Linked DNA regions of Mus musculus: region 1 is linked to region 2. Evidence: chromatin contacts called from public Hi-C data. All regions are on one chromosome and are shown on one strand. The core of a region is the stretch at or near the end of the contact, and the rest is flanking DNA. Distances in the headings are between cores, read along the strand shown. Region 1 has its middle 16 kb from the start of Gm37548. Region 2 holds the start of 2610316D01Rik (RIKEN cDNA 2610316D01 gene).

Region 1 (7,714 bases), core at 3,117-5,616, 5.5 Mb after region 2:
GACTTCTCACCAGGGACCTGTTTACATCTGTACTGTCAGCTCTAATAGGTTTTTATCGGATTAAATCCTTCTCCCCTCATTAGGGTCATGATTGCCTGTCCTTGCATGTGATATGCTTCAGTTCCCACGGGGCCCCTTCTCCATCTTATATGTTGCCCTGCAGGGATCAAGACTAAGGCTCAGTGAAATGTGGGCATAATCCAGAAATGGATTCTATACTGATATGGTTTATTTGTGAAATGTCCCGGATAGGTCCTCGTGTTGGAACACAAGCAGCACTGTTTGAGAAGATTACGGAACCTTTAGCAAGTGGAGTCTGCTGAAGGAGGAACGTCACTGGGGGTGGACCTTGAGGTTTAATCGCCTGTCTCACTTCCTGTTCACTCTCTGACTACTGATACAACTCGACAAGCTGATCTCATGCTCACACCTTCCAGGAGCCTATCGCTTTGAAATACCGAGTCAAAGTAAATACTTTTACCCCAGGGTTGTTCAGGCTTGAAATACCATTCCAAAACTGCAGTAACTTACCATTCTGTCATCGGCAGGTTCCAACAACCACGTTTACCATCCGACCTCAGCATGGAAATATGGCCCTCCTGCAAACTGCACCCGCAACACCGGAAAACATACAAGATGGCCAGAGCTTACAAACCTGGACAGTGATATCGCCTGATTTATGGTTTGAGGTAAGAATTTATTACTACAGACATAGCAGAAGACACGGAAAAAACACGTACATTGCGGAGGGCAGATGGATCTCTGCTCCATGAGAAGAGAGAGCCCTCAGAAGGACGGTCATGCGCACTGAGCACAGTTCTGCTGAGCACACTGTATGCCTTGTCTCATTTAATAATTACAACTCCGGGAGGGGCAAGGTTTGTAGCCACTTCCCGTGTGGAAGAAACTGGGGTTTGGAGAGGAATTCCCCACGTTCATAGTCCATCGTGAGTAGGCCTCTGTCCAGTGGCTTGCACTTTAATCCTTCCCTCTGACTCCTACAGCAGTCTCCTGCTTAGGAGGAAGGATAGAACCCACAAGTAGATCCCAACATAGAGAAACTCAGAGCTCAAACACACTTCCCAGCTGAACCACCTCTCAGTCATATTCATATTTTGGAATTGTCCCTTCAATCATTATATGAAGAAAAGAAAGTTTTACTACCTAATTACTCACAGCAAGACACAAACACCCTATAATGCCTTAACCTTTCACTTCCAACCCAGTAGATAAAAGGTATTCCATAAACTATGTTTGGGGACGTTCCTAACTACCAGATCCCTGGTCTACCCGATCACTTAGTCTGAACCTTAACATTTTAACATGTTTATACCTCTTCCTTATTGCCAGCAATTTTATAGCCTGGGCTTCTTAGTGCCCTCCTTTAAGAATCTGAATCAGTGCTCTGGCCCCAAGGACTGTGTTGTTAAGTAGGTCCTAGGGTCCATCAAAGTGAGAATCTCTGTGATGGTTTGTTCTGGTTGTCAACCTGATGTCAGCTAAAGCATACCTGTGAGAACATTTCCAAAAAATATTAACTGAAGGGGACACACCTGCTCTCAATGTAGGCACCTCCCAGATGGCAGCCAAGGATGGCCAATGGCCATCGTTGGACTACTCGAACCTTACACCATAAGCCAATCTAATAAATCTACTTTAATAACATACCTACATTCTTTTAGTTCCGTTCCTCTAGCGAACCCTGCCTGATACAGTCCCTGACATGAATAACAACCTTTGCAATTAGATGTCAATCAGTCATGATCTCTTCGTCTCCAGAGAAAATAGGAAGAGATTGCCTTGGGGTGGAAGGCCAGGAGAGAGGCCAGGATACAAAGAAAACCACCTTCTTGTTGCATTTTAATTTTTCTCCAAGAAACTTGAAGACGATTTTACTAGTGAATCTAAAACATTCCTCCTGATACTGGCAAACTCTTAGCCTAATGAGAGAAACATGTGAGTATAGGGTTTGCTTGTTTGCTTGCTAATATGTTTTATTTATAGAATTGAAGCTCAACGCAAGACAGGGAAATGGTTTTTCTTAAGACCCACTAGTTTCTGGTCATCTGTTTCAAAGGCTTGTTTTCAACCTTCATGAAATCAAAGAGTATAGTAGGATTCCCCCTCTCTTCTTGTTCTGCCTCTCCCATCCCTTGTCTGCAGCATCCCAGCCTTTCTGGACAACCTATCTGTGCACTGTCTCTAGATGCATCCTTCTGGACGTTTTCCTGTTCCTTACATTCCAGGAAGCTTTCTGTTCCAACAGTCCTTTTCCTGGCCCTCACAGGCTCGCAGTTTGGTATCCAAGCTGACTTCTTCTCACTGGCATCTAGCCTCAAATTCCACTCTGCCACAGGAGTTAGCTCCGAGTCAGGCAGTAAATGGGCTCTTTACAAACCTGGCTAAATTTAAAGAACCACCCCTGTGAGCTGCATCTCTGCAGACATTTTCCAAGGCGTTCGCAAGCAGGCTGCATGCACTCGCTTGTACAACAGCAGATTGGCTGCTGTTTCTGTCACTCTGGGTTCTCACTGGGACGGCTCAAATTAACTCACACGGTAAACCACAGGAGCCAGAGAGAGACTTTTACAGACCTGAGGTTTCTGTTGCTGTTCTCCCCTCTTGTTTGTGAAATTTTAGCAACCAAGATCCACAAAGAACAGGGCCAAAGGAGGGGGGCGGGTGATGGCAGCAGCCGAAGAATGAGTTTGTTGGCTTGAGGGAGGCTTGAGTATGGGAAAATGAGGGATGCTATCACTTCATTCCAATTCCTATTGTACTTCATGTCCTATACCTGCTCTCTCTATGTGTGTGTGTGTGTGTGTATGCATATGAGTGTGTGTACATGTAGTGTATGTGTGCATGTGTGTGTGCATGTGAGTGTGTATGCAAGTGTGCATGTGTGTGTGTGTGTGTGTATGTGTGTGTGTGTGCATGTGCATCTGTGGGTGTTGAGACAAAAGAGATTTTAGAGACAGAATCTCTCATTGACTTGCCAAGTAGAAGGGGGTGCCTGGTCAGGGGAACACTCTGTCTCTCCAGAGTTGGTGTTATAAGCATGTGCCACCTTCACCCGCTTTCTTCTTCTCCTGGGTTGGACTTACCAAACTAACTATGTTCCTAACACCTATGTTTATCACCGTTTTTTCTTTCTTGTGTATAGTTCAAGGCATAGTTTGTTTTATAAGGTCATTTTTTTTCAAGAGCTTATTGTCAAAAACAAGCTCTCACCTGGGCTGGTCAAGGGACAACGTCTCCAAACAACTTTGAAGCACTATGCCAAAGATAGCCAGGCAGTGTGGCACTAAGTTAGTGGCAATATCACAGCAGATGACCCAGTACTTCACTAAGATAACTGGTCTACCTGACATTGCATTTGGGGGGAATGTGCCTTTCACTAAGATTATAGTCATTTACCAACCAAGGAGATAAGGACTCATAACAGAATATGGAAAACTCCATTCTCCTGTCCCTTTTTGTAAGGTCTAGCATAACTAAGATGTATCTTTGGTATGGGAGTGGGGTAGGGGTAGTGAAAAACAAGAGGGCATGGTAGAAAAAAAATCTAGCACTAGCAATAGTGAGACTGGGGGGGGGTCCTTTATATGATAGTGCAACAATCAAGCCACACGCACACACACACACACACACAGAGAGAGAGAGAGAGAGAGAGAGAGAGAGATCATCTCCTTTGTGGACATAATGGTTACAGGAGTCTTTCACTGCCCAATAGAGTATCCATTGGCCATAGATAACTGTTGAACTTCACATTAATTCTAATTAAAAATTCAGCTCCTTAATTGCACTGGCCATGGTTCAGGTGCTAATGGCCACATGTGGTCCCTGCCCCCCCCCCGGTGTTGGACACAGCAGATGATAACCTCTCAGCCATTGCAGGAGGGTCTGCTACACTTCCCACCTCTAATGCATTCCACTCGAATGAGGCTCCCTGGCCCGTAGCTTCAATGGGAGCCTTTCTCAAGGCAAAGGAGAAAGCCTTAAAAAGCTGTGCGATAGAGAAAAGGAATCCACATGGCCCAAGAGACGCAGCCAGGCAGCCCAACCACAGCTTCCAACAGGAGCACGGAGACTCTCCACAGGAACCCTCGAAGAGGGCAGAGATGCCAGCGATTGGAGCATCTCCTGCCAAAACTGACAGCTCCTTTCCCACGGCCTGAGGGTTCACTGGAGAGTTACAAGGAGCAGAGCGAGTCCCTCATAATAATTAAAATGCAGGAAGAGGGTAGTCCTAGCACCCAGGGCCTGGGAAGCCAAGACTGCCAGCATGATTACATAATTGAACTGTCTCACCTTGCCCAGTCAAGTGAGATTCCAAGGAGGGTAATTAATCTTCCCGCTGCCTGTTAGTCCCTGCCCTGCTCAAAGTCAAGTTTCCCAACAAGAAGAGAAGAAAAGGGGAGGAGGAAGGAGCCAGGTAGTAACACCGAGGGGAAACTTTAATCTGGTCTTTGTGAACTCCCAACACAAAGGCAGAATTAACACTGTAATTGTATGCAAACATCAGAGAAACAAAAATGACTCCCCCCACCCCCACCCCCGCAAGAAACTCTGCCTCATGTCACCATGACCCTGCAAACTCAGAAAGAAAACAGTGTTGGAGACTAGAAAGAAAGGCAAGTGAACACCTCCAGCCTCGTGTGGTCTCACGTTAGTCATTAGCCAAAAGCAAATCCCAAGTGGGTGAAGGGCATGGTGATCGGTCACGGCGTGAGGGTTGAAATGGGGCTCGTTCACTGGACAAATATTTACTATGCACCTTCAACACCAGGCACTCACTCACTGTCCGGGAGCATAGGGAAGCCGCCCCTGAGCTGGTGGAGCTTGAGTTTCTCAGCTCAAAGGCTGGATTTGGTCTCAGTGTGACTTAGGGGTCCATTTCAAAGATGCAACTACTCCCCACAGAGCGATGGTTTGACTCCTCTGAAAGTGTCTCCATGGCTACAATCCCTAGAGAAGGGCCAGAACCATGGAAATTAAGAACCTAGTTTTGTACAAAAAGGAAAGGAGTAAGTAACTTTCTAGCCAAACTCCATGGAACTCCACAAAATCACGGGCCACACCGAGGGGCAGCCCACAGAAGGTCTGGGCTCTGCCTTGGAGGAAGCAATGTGGGAGACCTGGTATTTGACAACAACGCAAGAACGGTAAGCTGAGAAAGGCAAGGCAAACAAAAGTGGAAGGTATAATATATATACATATAATCATAATAATCTCACTGCATACCCACCACCACCCCTAAGCATGTATTTATGAACTGACGTGATATGGCCCAGAAAGTCTTAATACTACAATATTAAATCCCGTCCACGGGAGAAGCGAAGACGGCACATTATAACAAAGACAGTTGGGCTCTGCGTTGTTGGTTTTCTGGTGCTTGCTAATGTTCTGGTTTTTAGCTTTGCTCACGTAGATGTTATGTTCCTTTAAAGGGCTCCCTTCCTGCCAGACCGTTTTTTCAACCAAAGTGCAATGCTGCCCCCTCGTGGCTGAATGCCGTGAGCGCGCACGCAGAAACCCAGCCTTCGCAAAGCCGACTCTACCCGGATTTCATTTTGCCATTTTTCCCCGTCTTCCAAAGTGCAACTATTTCATCTTTAAAGATTCACCGCTCGGGGGTATTTTCTGGCTTACACGCTAATCAACACGTTATTTTCTTCTATAACAGGAACCGTGCTCTGGTTACTTAACGAGGGGGAGTTGTGGGTATGTGGCGGCTTTCTCCACTTTGTGCTTTATGAATTAAGTGATCTCCCCAGAGAAGCTCAGAAATCAGGCCTATTCCATGTAACCTTTAGAATCCTGACTGGGATTCTCACTGGGGAGGCGTTCCCAGAGAGCGCCAGCTCAAGGAGATCAATGCCTGACAGACCATCCCACTCCCAGACAAATGTATTTGATTTCAGTTCAACCTTCGATTCTCATACTGAAACCAAAAGCTCTGAAAATAGCAATGCAGGTGAAACACTGAGCTGGGGAAAGGCTCCTTCCCGGGTTGAGCGAAAGAAAACAACACTCCCAGCTTAAAGAACGGCAGCCTGCATGGAAACACTGTGTGGGGCAGGTGGAGAGCTAACAGGGCAGCTCGCTTCGCCACGATCTGGGTCCAGCCACCGACCCGTCCCTGTATTAACAACCTGAGAATATGTGGAAATGCAAAGACGAGGGTCATCCAGAGCTACTGAATGCTAAAATCTGCCTCTAGGTCTTAGAAGTCTGCACTTTGACCAAGGTCCCCCAATGGTTTATAGCACCCAGAACTTTGAAAACCACTGAGTAATATTTAATAAGAGTCTTAACCTCCATTAAGAAGATACTGTTATTCTGAGATTTTTCAAATATCACAAAGCTGCAGAATAACCAGAGTGGGGTGGGGAGGGAGGGAGAGGAGGAGGGGAGAGGGAGAGGGAGAGGGGAAGAGAGAGAGAGAGAGAGAGAGAGAGAGAGAGAGAGAGAGAGAGAGAGAGAGAGAGAGAGAGAGAGAGAGAGAGAGATTACTTTCCTTTGATTTCTATCAAATTAAAAAGATGTTGCCTGACAACCCAAGAGTCCAACCAGTAAACACCGATAACCATCAACAAAAGTCATGATCACCACTTGGCCATGGCTGATGAGAGTTATCAATGGGATCAGCAACCTCAATGATAATACTTTTGAAAGTCCCTAAGTACAAAATATAAACCAGCTCATTCTGTGGTAACATTCGCTGGATCTGAGGGTAGGAGAGCCTACAGATACCTGCAGAGCATTTTTTTTCCTTGAGAGTAAGAGACCTACCAAAGGTAACCAAGATAGAGGACTGAGAAGTAAGAAAGGCAGAGGGAGGGAAAGAGGAAGGGGAAGGGCAGGGGAGATGAAAGGAGACAAGGGGACCAGAAAAGAGAAGGGGGAGGAGAGAGGGAGAGAGGGGGGAGGAGAGAGGGAGAGAGGGGAGGGGAGGGGAGGGGAGGAGAGGAGAGGAGAGTTGAAAAGTTTCACACCCTTTCAGAGGCTGGGGGGATCCCCTGCTTCTCCAGGCTGGGGATCCCAGTAGAAACCTACCCTCCCCGACTTAATAACAGACTACCCTGGAAATCAAAACCTGCCTGGTCATCAAGAAAAACTAAACAACAGCTGCAGGGAAAGGTCTAGAAGCATGCGTGACTCTAGAAGAATGGCTTTTTGTTTTATTCGGGGGACAGGTACTTGAACCATGTCAAGTCTGTTTGTTCTGGAAGAAAACTCGAATATTACAGGGCATCCTTTAGCTTGATATAGAATTTCAATATATCTCTGAAAGTGGGCTCTAAGTCACCAACACCCACAGACAGCAGAGGCCTGGGCTGAGAATTTACCTGGGAGACCGGGGCTCTTGGCGTTTATAGCCTTTCTTACCGCAAAAAGACACAAACTGCAAACTTAATGACAAAATGGTTTTAAAGAGAGGAGGGTTGGTTGGGTTGTTGTTGTTGTTGCTGTTGTTGTTTTTATGAACTACAATAACTATAAATCAAACCAAGTGTCCTTCCCAAGGTAGGATTAGAATTTTCCTGAGTCAGCTAATCTCTTAGTCAACTCTCTTCTGGTTGTGTCTGGCTCCTCTCATCCAGAAACCCACTTTCTATCTCACCTTCATTGCTCCATGTGGGCAACTCATTTATCATCAGTTCTGTTTTCCATGTGACCTTTAAAGGACGGTTAAAAAGTAAACATTTCA
Region 2 (6,880 bases), core at 506-3,005:
CTGCCGCTTCATTCTCCGCCGCAGACGTGACGCTAAAATCATTTTAAACTGTAGCGGTTTGGTTTTGGCGGATGGTCAATTCAATGCAGCTGGAAAAGGCTTAGCCATGTTTGCTGGCTCCTTTTCCACCTACCCTCTTAAAGGTAGAACCCATCTCTCCGCAAGAGGCAAGTGGTAGGGGTAGGGGAACAGGCCGTTAAACACGGACTCTCCCGAGTGGTCCGAGCACGCCTCGCTGTCAATCACGCGTGGGGACGCGCACTCCTAATTTCTTTCCAGAAGGCACTGTAGCGTACCTTGCGGGCGGGGTGGGGGGTGGGAGGGGAGGGCAGTATAGGGGGAGGGGTGGTACCATTCCTTCCCTTCGGTTGCTGTAGCGTTACTCCTGGGTCATTCATTACCGGGAAGCCTCTAGGGAGTCATTCTAGTCTTTGGCTTAAACGGCTCCTCCGGAAAATAAACAACCTATTCCTTGCGGGCAGCACGTTGATAAGTATTAAAACGTATTCTTCGATATTTATCCTTGAAGGACAGGCATTCAGCGGGCTCTCCCAGCAGCGGAGAGTTCGTTCCCGCCGCCTTATAACTTCCCGGGAACTGGGCGTGTGGATACCCGTGGCTAGTCAGGCGCGCGGCTCAGAATCCCCGGACTGCTCCCCAGGGATTCGCACCGAACTCAGCTTGTGGCCAGCCAGCGAGGACGAGGGCCAGCACCAGGAATGTGCAAACGTGCCGGTGGATTCCCGCAGCGGTGCACACTCTATCCCCCGTGTGCGTGTGCACCGCCCCGCCCGCCCTCGCGGCCACCCCACGGTCATTCTCCAGAGAGCTGTCTTCGGGCTGGGCATGTACCTTCTTCCCACACCCCCTCTAGTTATGGAGGCAGGGATGGATCACCAAGGGTAAAAGAAAAATAAATAATTAAAACAGAAATCAGGCAAAAGAAGAAAAGAAAAGAAAAGCCCGCGCTCGCCACTGCTGCCTGGCGCGGGGCCAGGCGAGGCGCAGGGATATTGCTAGCGCCTCGCTGTGATGGGTGGTGCTGGATCCGGTGCCCTAGAGTGGGTTTAACGATGGCGGGCTCCCATGCATAAACTACAAAGAAGCCCCCAGTCCTTGACTGGGGTACTCACAGTTCGAAGCAATGTCCCCAAACGAGTTAATTTAGTAACCAAGCATTTTGTGGGTAGACATTAGATGGGTAGACGTTCAACCATCTGCCCGTCTATAGGAGCTGTCGCCCCAAGTCCCTTGGTCTGAATCCCTCCGCTTTAGGGGGAATTCACCTCCGCACTCCCTTTGCAGCCTGGTCTATCCTCCCCACACCTCCCCTTCTGACCCTCTAGCTTTGATTGACACATGCCATTTTATGCCGGCATTTAAATTGTCCGCGCGCATCTCTGCCAGAGTCCCTTGCTTTGGTAACCCCTACATGACTACCGGCCCCGGGGCAACTTTCCCCTCTTCTTGGTGATTTCTTTCCACGATCAGCAGGAGGGAAAACACCTTAAAGGAAAAAAAGAATGTTAGCGTCACTGGAAACCCCGCTCCTTGGAGAGGCTACCGCAGCTGTTGCTATTATGTTTTCGTATTTGCTGATGCAAACAGGGGAACCTCTCTTATTCCCTGCCCATTACCTGCGGCTGGGGACTGGGAACTTTCCGCGGCAGAGTCCCCTGCAAGCGCCTCGGGACCTGCGGGCTGTTCTTGCTCTCACACTCACACTCACTCCCGCAGCCAAAGCGAGCGTTCTGCCCCGCCCCTCCTGGCTGCCGCGTGACGTAACTACTTGACGGCCACTTTAGCCAACGAACAGTCGCTCGGTGGGTGGTGCTCCTCGGCGATTGGTTGGCAGAATGAGGGCGCTGCGCAAAAACAGAGAAGCGGAGCGCTCGGAGCTCAGAAACTGCCAGCCGAGATCACAAGCATTGGGGCTGAAGCAGGAGGCAGGATGGACTGAGAGGAGAAGAGGCAGGTTAGAGGGAGAGAGGCTTGCAAAGGAAACAGCAGAAAAGAAATAGCTGGTTGTGTTCACGCAAAGCCAGAGCCAGTGAAGTTGAGAATAGACACAAGACTATGAAAGCCAAGAGATGCAAAGAGAGACAGAGGGAAGAAAATGACAAGAGGAACGTCCATCCGGAGAAATGAAGAGAATGAAAGTTTTATGCTGCAGAACGGCTCCGTGTTTTTCCAGCAAAAATTTTTCTCGCTGTCTTTAACCCCGCTCGCGTTTGCCAGCCGTTGATATCAAGAGGCATGTTCAGTGGTGCCGGCAGCATCTCCTCTACCTTCTTTTCCTCTTCATCTTCCTCCTTCTCCTCTTCTTCCTCCTCCACATTCTCCTCCCATCAGCAGGAAGACAAACCTAGGACAGTCTTGAAATATCGAAATTTCCTCCTTGGGATTTGCCAGCGCCGCGTTGCGCCAACACTGTCGGAATAAAGGAGGCTGACTATTGTATGATCGTTATTTTATTAATTGGTCAGTGGGAAGATTACGGCTGAGCATAGGGGACATCTGTCACCCTTTCTGCGCTAAGATTGAAAAATGAGGCTCGATTTGGAGACGCTCTAAAATGAAGCAAAAGGAATCAAAATTTTAATACAGCCACAGGAGCCCCCCCCCCACGCAGCACACTTTTATTTATATTTTTTAGATTATTATTATTCTTTTTGTGGTGGTGGTTGGGGGGCGGTGATCGGGGTGGCTGGCTGGCTACAGGGGAGCTGCTTCCTTTTCCTTTTGGAAATGATTGTGCTGTTATTCTTTGCCTTGCTCTGGATGGTGGACGGAGTCTTTTCCCAGCTTCATTATACTGTGCAGGAAGAGCAGGAACATGGCACTTTCGTGGGGAATATCGCTGAAGACCTGGGCTTGGACATTACAAAACTTTCAGCTCGCAGGTTTCAGACGGTGGCCAACTCACGGACCCCTTACTTGGACCTCAATCTGGAGACCGGGGTTCTGTACGTAAACGAGAAGATAGATCGCGAGCAAATCTGTAAGCAGAGCCCCTCTTGTGTCCTGCACCTGGAGGTCTTTCTGGAGAACCCGCTGGAGCTGTTCCGAGTGGAGATCGAAGTGCTGGACATCAATGACAACCCTCCCTCCTTCCCAGAGCCCGACCTGACAGTGGAGATCTCAGAGAGCGCCACGCCAGGCACCCGCTTTCCCTTGGAGAGCGCCTTCGACCCAGACGTGGGGACCAACTCCTTGCGAGACTACGAGATAACCCCAAATAGCTACTTCTCGCTAGACGTACAGACCCAGGGAGATGGCAACCGATTCGCCGAACTGGTCCTGGAGAAGCCACTGGACCGAGAACAGCAAGCGGTGCACCGCTACGTGCTGACCGCGGTGGACGGGGGAGGAGGGGGAGGAGGAGGGGAAGGAGGGGGAGGCGGTGGGGGAGCCGGCCTGCCCCCCCAGCAGCAGCGTACTGGCACGGCCTTGCTCACCATCCGAGTGCTCGACTCCAACGACAATGTGCCCGCTTTTGACCAACCCGTCTACACAGTTTCCCTACCAGAGAATTCTCCCCCTGGCACGCTAGTGATCCAGCTTAATGCCACCGACCCTGATGAAGGCCAGAATGGCGAGGTCGTGTACTCGTTCAGTAGTCACATTTCACCCAGGGCTCGGGAGCTCTTCGGACTGTCGCCGCGCACCGGCCGGCTGGAGGTGAGCGGCGAGCTGGACTATGAAGAGAGCCCAGTGTATCAGGTGTATGTCCAAGCCAAGGACTTGGGTCCCAATGCTGTGCCTGCGCACTGCAAGGTTCTGGTGAGAGTGCTGGATGCCAACGACAACGCACCAGAGATCAGCTTCAGCACAGTGAAAGAGGCGGTGAGCGAGGGTGCGGCCCCTGGCACGGTGGTGGCTCTGTTCAGCGTGACCGATCGGGACTCAGAGGAGAACGGGCAGGTGCAGTGTGAGCTTCTGGGAGACGTGCCGTTCCGCCTCAAGTCTTCCTTCAAGAATTACTACACTATCGTGACCGAAGCCCCCTTGGACCGAGAGGCTGGGGACTCCTACACCCTGACCGTGGTGGCCCGCGACCGGGGCGAGCCTGCACTCTCCACCAGTAAGTCGATCCAGGTTCAAGTGTCAGATGTGAATGACAATGCGCCGCGCTTCAGCCAGCCGGTCTACGACGTGTATGTGACAGAAAACAATGTGCCGGGTGCCTACATTTACGCGGTGAGCGCCACGGACCGCGACGAAGGGGCCAATGCAAAATTAACCTACTCTATCCTAGAGTGCCAGATCCAAGGAATGAGTGTCTTCACCTACGTGTCCATCAACTCAGACAACGGCTACTTGTACGCCCTGAGATCCTTCGACTATGAGCAGATCAAGGACTTCAGCTTTCAAGTAGAAGCCCGGGACGCCGGCAGTCCCCAGGCGCTGGCCGGCAATGCCACGGTCAACATCTTGATAGTGGATCAGAACGACAACGCCCCCGCCATCGTGGCGCCCCTTCCGGGGCGCAACGGGACTCCAGCCCGCGAGGTGCTGCCGCGCTCTGCCGAACCCGGCTACCTGCTCACTCGTGTGGCCGCAGTGGACGCGGACGACGGCGAGAACGCCAGGCTCACCTACAGCATAGTGCGGGGCAACGAAATGAACCTCTTTCGACTGGACTGGCGCACCGGAGAGCTCCGCACCGCGCGCCGGGTCCCAGCCAAGCGCGACCCCCAGCGGCCTTATGAGCTGGTGATCGAGGTGCGCGACCACGGGCAGCCGCCCCTGTCCTCCACAGCCACCCTGGTGGTTCAGCTGGTGGATGGAGCGGTGGAGCCACAGGGCGGGGGCGGGGACCGAGGCGGAGGGTCTGGGGAACACCTGCGTCCCAGCCGCTCTGGCGGCGGGGAAACTTCACTGGACCTCACACTTATCCTTATCATCGCCCTGGGCTCGGTGTCCTTCATCTTCCTGCTGGCCATGATCGTGTTGGCCGTGCGCTGTCAGAAAGAGAAAAAACTCAACATCTACACGTGTCTCGCGAGCGATTGCTGCCTCTGCTGCTGCTGCTGCGGCAATGGGAGCTCCACCTGCTGCGGCCGCCAAGCCCGGGCGCGCAAGAAGAAACTCAGCAAGTCAGATATCATGTTGGTGCAGAGCGCCAACGTCCCTAGCAACCCGGCCCAGGTGCCGGTAGAGGAGTCCGGAGGCTTCGGTTCCCATCACCACAATCAGAACTATTGCTATCAGGTCTGCCTCACCCCGGAGTCCGCCAAGACCGACCTGATGTTCCTGAAGCCCTGCAGCCCTTCCCGGAGTACAGATGCTGAGCACAATCCCTGCGGAGCCATCGTCACCGGGTACAGCGACCAGCAACCAGACATCATTTCCAACGGAAGCATTTTGTCCAACGAGGTAAGGCTGAAGGGAAAGAAGCACCATCTCTCATCTCCTCCATCAGAAAGCCTCCTTTAGCCCGGCCCTGCATCTCTTCTGGTGCACTGTGTATTTTCAGGTGTTAGCGTGTTTGTGTGGCTGAGGGAAGGGGAGGATTGGGGGTCACCTTTTATCACCTCTTGGTGTGTAACCTAACTTCTGTGTTCTGTGTTCTGACTGCACTCCACCCCTTTGATTTTATTTTCATTCCCCCCTCCCAGCACCCCCCCCCCCCTTTGCTTCTTTGCAACCTTGGAGCTTCCTCCTCCCTCTTCTACATTTATGGTCCTGCCTTCTTTGAAATCTGGGGAATATATGAGAAAAAGCTTGGCGGGAGAGAGAAGTGTGGGGGAGGGGCCAATCACTGACAAAGGTCTTTTTCTCTTTGCATCTGTCCCAGGCATTAATAAAGTTGCTTCCATTTTGGTTTGTTTATCACTGTTTTCAGTCGCGTGTACCAGTAAGCAATAGATTGTTTAACTTTATATGGTTGCCTAAATTGGATTGCATGTTTAGTGATCAGTTCCTTCTCTGAAAAAAAAAGAAAAAACAAAAAAAACAAACAAAAAAAAAAACACAACCACCAAGTCAATTCTGCTCTGGACAGCTTTAACACAAGCTCTTGAAGCCGAATGCCCACACAGTGTGAATTTGAATGAAGTTCCTCTGGCACAGAATCCTGTAAGAGTAAACTAACTGAAAGCTTGAACAACTGTCTTAAATATATCATTCAATAATAATTACTTCCTTGCCACTTTTAGTTTAGTTTTTTTGTTGGTTTTTTTGTTTTTGTTTTGTAGGAATTGCCTACTGTTGGCTTCTTTCTTCAGCAAAGAATTTGGCTTGTCAATTTCAATTTCTTTTTAAAAGGTAGAGACATAGTGGAAAGTTGGAGGGTGGGGAGTGGGGAGAGCCTTGTAAAGCAAAGTTTGGACTGGGAAGGTGTGTGGGCCTTGGGGAGCTTGCAGAGGGCCTCTGGAGGGAAAATGGAGCAGTGTTATGACAGTCACTCTTGGCATCTCCTTATTTTGAGTCTAAGATATAACTGATTGACTTTCACGAATATTTGTATAGCTCACTTGTATCCTAAGTAACTTTGAAAAATAAACAACAAAATAATTTGAGAAAATATCCAAACTTTTTCTTATTGAGCGTGCTGTTTTTTCTTGTGTCCATCCGTATCCACTTAAACACTCCGTAGACTATTGAAAGACAAGATGCAGACTATGATTAGAGTAATTTTATGGTAGACGCAACAGTTTATTAAACCTAGGTATAAGGGTTTTGTTTGTTTTGGTTTTGTTTTTTTTTTTTTTTTTTTTTTGCATTCTCCTTTTAAATAAGACACATTTTCTCTGGGCCAGCAAGTCTGCTTTGTTTTGCTTTGCTTTGAAAGAAAAAAACATATCACCTGTATCAAAGAAATCTAGATTCAAATGTCTCTACATGTTTCTCTTGTTCCTAGCCAGCAATCACCAGG

The links. Hi-C and Micro-C count contacts between places; a contact is called where the count stands out from the background.
Region 1: a contact with region 2 is called in a Hi-C map of uterus, with 8 times the contacts expected there. The contact joins the enhancer-like site here to the promoter of 2610316D01Rik in region 2. A contact is called at or near these places in 5 of 39 promoter capture datasets (cranial neural crest, frontonasal cranial neural crest, hippocampal neurons and 2 more), 31 of 484 Hi-C or Micro-C datasets (B cells, Sertoli cells, brain and 17 more) and 5 of 115 datasets of contacts at active chromatin or transcription factors (embryonic forebrain, embryonic limb bud, forebrain and 2 more).

Annotation. Positions count from the first base shown.
Region 1 is chr3:50,900,660-50,908,373 of GRCm38.p6, forward strand. No RefSeq gene overlaps it. Among named protein-coding and RNA genes, the nearest start is that of Gm37548, 16 kb to the left of the region's middle. Within about 2 kb of position 4,367, at least 115 of the 459 cell types and tissues checked have an H3K27ac peak or open chromatin away from gene starts, as enhancers often do. A contact at or near this core is called in brain, cerebellar granule neurons, cerebellum and 8 more, where this site is marked.
Region 2 is chr3:45,376,505-45,383,384 of GRCm38.p6, forward strand. 2610316D01Rik (RIKEN cDNA 2610316D01 gene) reads right to left here and starts at 1,756. Exons shown (of 9, transcript NR_045172.1): 1 at 1,638-1,756. Pcdh10 (protocadherin 10) reads left to right here and starts at 1,894. Exons shown (of 5, transcript NM_001098172.1): 1 at 1,894-5,379. The coding sequence starts at 2,749.